2 separate regions of the Macaca mulatta genome follow, and region 2 is linked to region 1. Evidence: chromatin contacts called from public Hi-C data. All regions are on one chromosome and are shown on one strand. The core of a region is the stretch at or near the end of the contact, and the rest is flanking DNA. Distances in the headings are between cores, read along the strand shown.

Region 1 (2,899 bases), core at 243-2,742:
CAGCATTAGTTCAATGCCATATTCCTCGTTACCAGATTTCAGCTTTGCAGAAGAGAGCAGTAGCAGACCTGGGCTATTAACACACCACAGTTAATTCTCTGCGGGAACTTTTACTAGGTGGGACTTGTGAAAGGAGAAAACGTCTGTAAACAGGGAATGCTCCTGAGGGTGGCGAATGATTTCTGGTATAGAAGCCAGAACACATAAAATATGGCCAAATTGGTGAAAGAGCCAGTTCCGAGTTAGCATTTGGTTAAATAAGGAGAAGGAAGAGAACAGGGGGACCCTGGGAAGGGTTTAGAATGCTCCCCAAATGCAACTCCTTTTCTGACCATTAAAGAGCAGATGTGAGTCGAACGTGCTCCCCTTTGAGAAAGATTAGAGTAAAATGGACACCTCTGTCACTTTCAGGAGGCAGGACACAGAGAGGTGAAAATATACAAGACAATGGCCTCTGGCGCTGGTGGGCGTCCTTGGCGGGCTCTCCACCTTTTGCCCCGTCCCTCTCAGAACCCTTCTTACCTTTGTTGCTTCAATTTGATATGAAACCATGGGATGTTCCTGGGCTAGGTTCCCCGAGAGGAAAAAGACCACGAGAATCATCCCATCTCCTGCATCTACTCCGAAGTCAAGAAGCATTACAATAAAATTTACAGCGCCTTTAACAACTAGCAAGTAAAGCATTAAAATTCGCTTTAATTGAGAAAATATTGATTTTTTAGTCTAGAAAAAGCGAAATCGTAATTTAGCTTCAAACTTTCATGCTAGAATATGGCGTATTATGTCGCCGTATAATGGATCCACCCTTTCTGCCCATGCAACATCACATCTTTAATTGCTCTACTTTATGAAGTGATAAAGACAAAAGATAACCCGACTTAGGCAAACGCTTTTTAAAAAGAGGACCTAGAGGAATTTCTTTTACTAGATATTTGTAGAAAGAATTATCTCCTTTTTTGAAGCAGAAAAAAAAAAATGCCCAAAGGGGAGGAAAGAAATAAAAAGCAAAACCACAGACTAGTCTGAAAGCAACTCACATTAGCAAATCCGTTGATAGTCTCTACCAAAGGAGGGATGAAGCCAACATTTAGAGAAAATGCATTCACGAACAGAATTGCATCCTCCTTTAAACGAAACAAACCTGGGTCTAGTTTCTTACTTTACTCCTCCGTCCTTTTTTGGGGGGGTGGCGGGGGGGGGGGGTGTCAGAGGGGGCAGAATCCATTGGTGGACAGGGAAGGGAAAGAAAATCAGGCTTTCTATGTTATTTCTGTATCGGTTTTTGGTATTATAGAGGAGTAAAGAAGTTTTTGTGTGGTGGGTTTTCATTGATCAGTCACTCTGAGCTAATGTAATTATCCTCATCAATAGGAGGCTGCAGAGAGGATCATTATGTGGGTGACATTGATAAATGATCGCCCAGGAACGGCCCTCTCGCGGGCAACCCCCACGTCTGACCCTCCCACACACACAATGTAGTCATAGAAACACCTAGAGAACCTCGAGCCCCGCCGCGGAAGAGGCAGGAGAGGGAAGAAAAGCCTCGGGCGGCCGAGGTGGGGGTGGGGGCGAAAGGGGACGGCCAGCCCCAGATCCAAACCAGTTCCAACGACAAAAACAGCCAGCGGCGGGGGGCCAGGGGAGAGGGACGGTCTCCCCACCCGGCGGCCAACCCTCCCGCGCACAGTTGCTCACAACAAAGTGAAAATCCGCCCTCCAGACGGACCCATTCCTCCACACCTTTTCCCATGTGTGACCTCACTACCAACAACATCTGATGTTTGCCGAGACACGCATTCAGAGGGGTCTCTCCAAAGGAGTTAAATAATTAGGTCACGAAACTTGTAGGCATCTAATTCTCACGCGAGTTTACCCCGCTCCCCAAACCCCAAACAAACAACAAACCAAGCAAACCCATCTGAAAGAAAACAAAGGCAGCATCTGGGCGACACCCCCCCCTTCCTACATTCCCCCCAGTTATTTACTGGGTGACCCGGTCCTTTCTCTTCACCTCCTCACCCAGAGCCTCTGATTATGAGATAATGGATTTTGCGATTGTTCTTGTCAGGGAAAAAAATCTCCACCGAACCCCGCGTTTTCATCTTTCGACTGTTTTATTTAAGCCAATGGGAAGGTATTGAGAGCAGTAATTGATTCATAATGATCCATAAATCGATGTCGGAAAGCGGGGGGTGAGGGTGGAGGTGTACTAAGAGTAAGGGGGATGGCGATGCTGTTTATTTTATTTCTAAAGCTTCAACTAAAGTAGCTTTGACACTGTTGGGGCTGGGGGGGGAGGAGCTGTTGGGCTCTGCCGGATCATCCATCATCCCTGTCACCCAGAGTCTGCCCGGAGGAGCCGTAGACGCAATCTCCCTTCTGTCTCTACACCGAAACTATTAATATTAAAACCTCCCTTCAAACACTGCCCCGACGGTCTCCATTCTCATCACAATCTGACCGGCCTCCCCCATCAGACCAGCATTTCCCCCGCGCGGCACCTTCTCCCGGCCCGGGCCCGGAGGGAGGGGGCCCGCCCTGGCGCGCGACGCCCAGAGTTGATGGCTGCAGCTGTAACCGGGACGGGCCCCGCTGCTGCCCCCATCGTTTGCAACACTTTGGTCTAACTCTTTAACACACGCCCCAGGAAGGCCAGGTGAGGGCCAGGGTAGCCCTCTGCACGCCCCGCTGCCGCGGCCCAAGCCTCTGCCCTGCCTCCTGCTGGGTTCCAGGACGCGCGTCCGCACCAAGCCCGCTGGGTGGGCGGCGGGGGCTGCGGCCCGCGAAGCTGGGGCCACTCCGCGCATCCAGACACCCGGACACCGGACTTTCTGACTGAGTGGCAACTTGTAGCAGGAGGTCCAGGCTCCTTATCAAATTGCTGGCGTGCTAGACTAAT
Region 2 (2,921 bases), core at 137-2,636, 210 kb after region 1:
CCACGGGGTAGGAATCTGACTCAACCTGAGCTTAAGCACTAATATCTTTCCCCCTGATGTTCACTGTGCTATTTGTAAGGACTGCTTTCCTCGGGCCAGGCCTTTTTTCTCCTTTTAGTCCTCTTTAAACATCCCCTCCCTCGACCTCAGGACAATTAAAAAAAAAAAAAAAAAAAAAAAAGGTCGCTTCTCAGGACAGAAAAAGCTTTTTAGAACAGCATACCCAGCGAAATCCTTCCTCACTAAAGAAGGAAATACTCAAGATGAATGCTGAGGCAGGGCCTTTGAAAGCGGATTTAAGTACTTTTAATATTGAAATCGTGCAAATTAGCAAAAGAATCGCACCTAAAAGTGGCCTGCGCTGGCCTGCCCCTCACCGCCCCCCAGCCCCCACCCCCAGCCCGCCCTCAGCAGTGCCAGCGGTTACATCCTTCGGGTTAGCCGCCCGGGGCTCGGCCGCCTGCCCCGGCAAACAGAGGAAATAACTCACTTCTCGCAGTTTACTCCTGGGGCCGAGACCTGGGAAACATCCCCTGCTCGCGCTCTCGGCGCTTGGTCTCCCGTTCTGGCCTCCCTGGGCTTCGCTCCCCACCACGTTCATCCTGCTCCTCGCTCGCCAGCTCCCGTGCGGGGGCTGTAGGCTGCGCCCTTCCTCCCTCTCTCCCTAGAGCTCCAAAAGAGGGTTCTGTTCTAACTCCCCAGAGCTCCAGCAGAAAGTGGGTGCTTCTGGGCATGGGAGAGGGCAAAGGCTGGGGAAAAACAAGGAACAGAGAGCCTTACCAAATTGTCCAGCTCTGGATTTGAGGAAAAAAGGGGCTTTTCGGCGCGAACCTGTAAGAAACAGAGAAAGTCAGCTTGAACGGTCACCCCATTTAAAATAAGAAAACCGAAATGTGAGAATGGGGACGGTGAAGGGGCAATGGTGGAGAAGAGGAAAGGGGCTTTGGCAAAATACAAGGAAAAACTGGTGCCTTAAATTAGTGGGGTCGCTGAAGAAGAATCAGGGCATTCTGGTCCTGACCCCATTAAGGGGGAGCTGGTATCACTAAGCTGTAACCAGCAACTCAGGGTCGTTCTTAGGGCCCCAAGTATCCCCTTATCCAGCCGTCCAAGAGGCTGTGGCTCTCCACTGCTGCCAGGGACCGCTCGGAGAGGCGCCCAGCTTCCTTGCCTCCCGGGCACTACCGGGTCCCTCACAGCCCCTCTCCCCAATTCTTGTTCAAGTAGCTGGAGGCGGGGAAAAAGGCCAAGCCCCAGATTAGGAGCAGGTCAACTTTAATTCGAGGGTCGAGACCCCGTATTCCTGCTGGGGGGGAAAACAAACACCCATATTTATCTCCACTTCCAATTCGCCCCCAGGCTCAGGGATGGGGAGGAGGCATAGAGAGCGGACAGGGCCAGAGGAACAGATCGGGTGTCCCTGGCCTTTCCTCCTTTCAAGTAAAGCTCCGAGGAAAGGGGAGGGGTAGTGAGGGACTGCCCGAAGATGAGTGGATCAAGAAGGCTGGACCTGCTTGGCGAAGACCGCGATGTCCTCGTTGAAGGAGTCTGAGGAGCAGACGTCTCCGCCGGCCACTCCAGGTTCTCGGGGAGTGCAGGTCGCCAGCTCGCACTTCTCAAAGACCAGAGCTAACAGAGGAAACAACGGGTGCCTAACGGGCAGCGCCAGGCAGACACACACACAGAGACGGGGTGCAGAGGGGAAGGAGCAAGAACTGTAATCAACAAGTTTGGAGGGTGTGGAGTCCTTCTTTAATACAACAGGCACGCAACACACTTTACAACCCTTCCTCCATCAGCCGAGCCTAAGCCAGAAACAGAAAGGGAAAAGGGCCTGGCCCTCTCCCGCAGCTCAGAAGTCCCTCAGATCTGGCCAGAGAAGCCCTCGACCACTGCAGCCCGACAAATAAAAACAGCCTCAGTTGGAACGTAATGAAACATCGGAGTCGCTCAGGCAGTCTGGAGCCCTGAGTCGATTCTGATCCACTCCCCACACTACGGAGGCCGCCGAACCAACCCCTGAGACCCAGCCCTGATCTCCCAAGAAAGGAACACTGTTGGAAATTTTAAAAATATAGTTTTAACTCTGTATTTTAATGGGCATTTCAGACGAGGCCGAAGGCTTCACCTACAGACACACGGGAGTGACATTTCCTAAATGCAAGAGAATGCTCTTCTAATCTCTCCACCCCCTTGCCTTATAAACTTATTTGCTCCACTTCTACTAAAGCCCCAGTGTGGGGGCCGAAATAATAGGAAGGTTACAAGCTGTAGAGCTTCCTTCCAAAGACCACATTTCTCTCAGCGTTACAGGAGACAAAAATAAATAAATCGCGTTTTAAAACTTGTAAGTGTGCGTGCGCGTATGCCCTTTGTGTTCCTCCGGGCGGCTTAGCCACACTTCGGGATGCTTGCGGCCTCTGGCTTGGGGCTCAGTTGCTGTTTACCCACTGTCCCCTCCCCTCGGCATCCCGTCGCTTTTCCCACCTACCCTCAGCCGGAAGAGCCCGTGTGGTACACGTTAGGATCCTGCATCCCACCCCTCGCCAAGTGCTCTCAGAATATAAAATAATTTCCAGCCATCTTCCTTACTCCCCCTAAGAGCGGCTCCAAGCAAGCAACAGTCCCTTCCACCTCGCTGCACTTCAAGGTCTGCCCCCTTTATTTACAGAGAATTAAGAAGTGGGTGATTAGGACTTCCTGGCCGACAGAAGCAGCCCTGATCCCAGCTCAAGCTGCTTTTAGTGACTCCCAGACCCTCAATAGGAAACAGAAGAAAAAAATAACTAAAAAAAACCCAAAGTTGTTCCTCATCGGCAGGAAACTTTCTCCTTCGTCAAGGCCTCTGTTAGGGAGACTGAAACGAGCAGCCCCGCGTCCTTCAGCCAGGAATCCTGTCCTCGGGGAGAAGGCCCCGGCAG

The links. A called contact is a pair of places that touch in the nucleus more often than the background predicts.
Region 2: a Hi-C map of fetal cortical plate shows a contact between it and region 1, with 5 times the contacts expected there. The contact joins two enhancer-like sites. A contact is called at or near these places in 7 of 14 Hi-C or Micro-C datasets (blood, cortical neurons, fetal cortex germinal zone and 4 more).

Annotation. Positions count from the first base shown.
Region 1 is chr7:14,213,344-14,216,242 of T2T-MMU8v2.0, forward strand. No RefSeq gene overlaps it. Among named protein-coding and RNA genes, the nearest start is that of MEIS2, 220 kb to the right of the region's middle. Within about 2 kb of position 1,493, at least 7 of the 40 cell types and tissues checked have an H3K27ac peak or open chromatin away from gene starts, as enhancers often do.
Region 2 is chr7:14,424,450-14,427,370 of T2T-MMU8v2.0, forward strand. MEIS2 (Meis homeobox 2) reads right to left here. Exons shown (of 13, transcript XM_077938694.1): 3 at 1,511-1,652; 4 at 781-831. Among named protein-coding and RNA genes, the nearest start is that of MEIS2, 5.1 kb to the right of the region's middle. Within about 2 kb of position 1,387, at least 6 of the 40 cell types and tissues checked have an H3K27ac peak or open chromatin away from gene starts, as enhancers often do.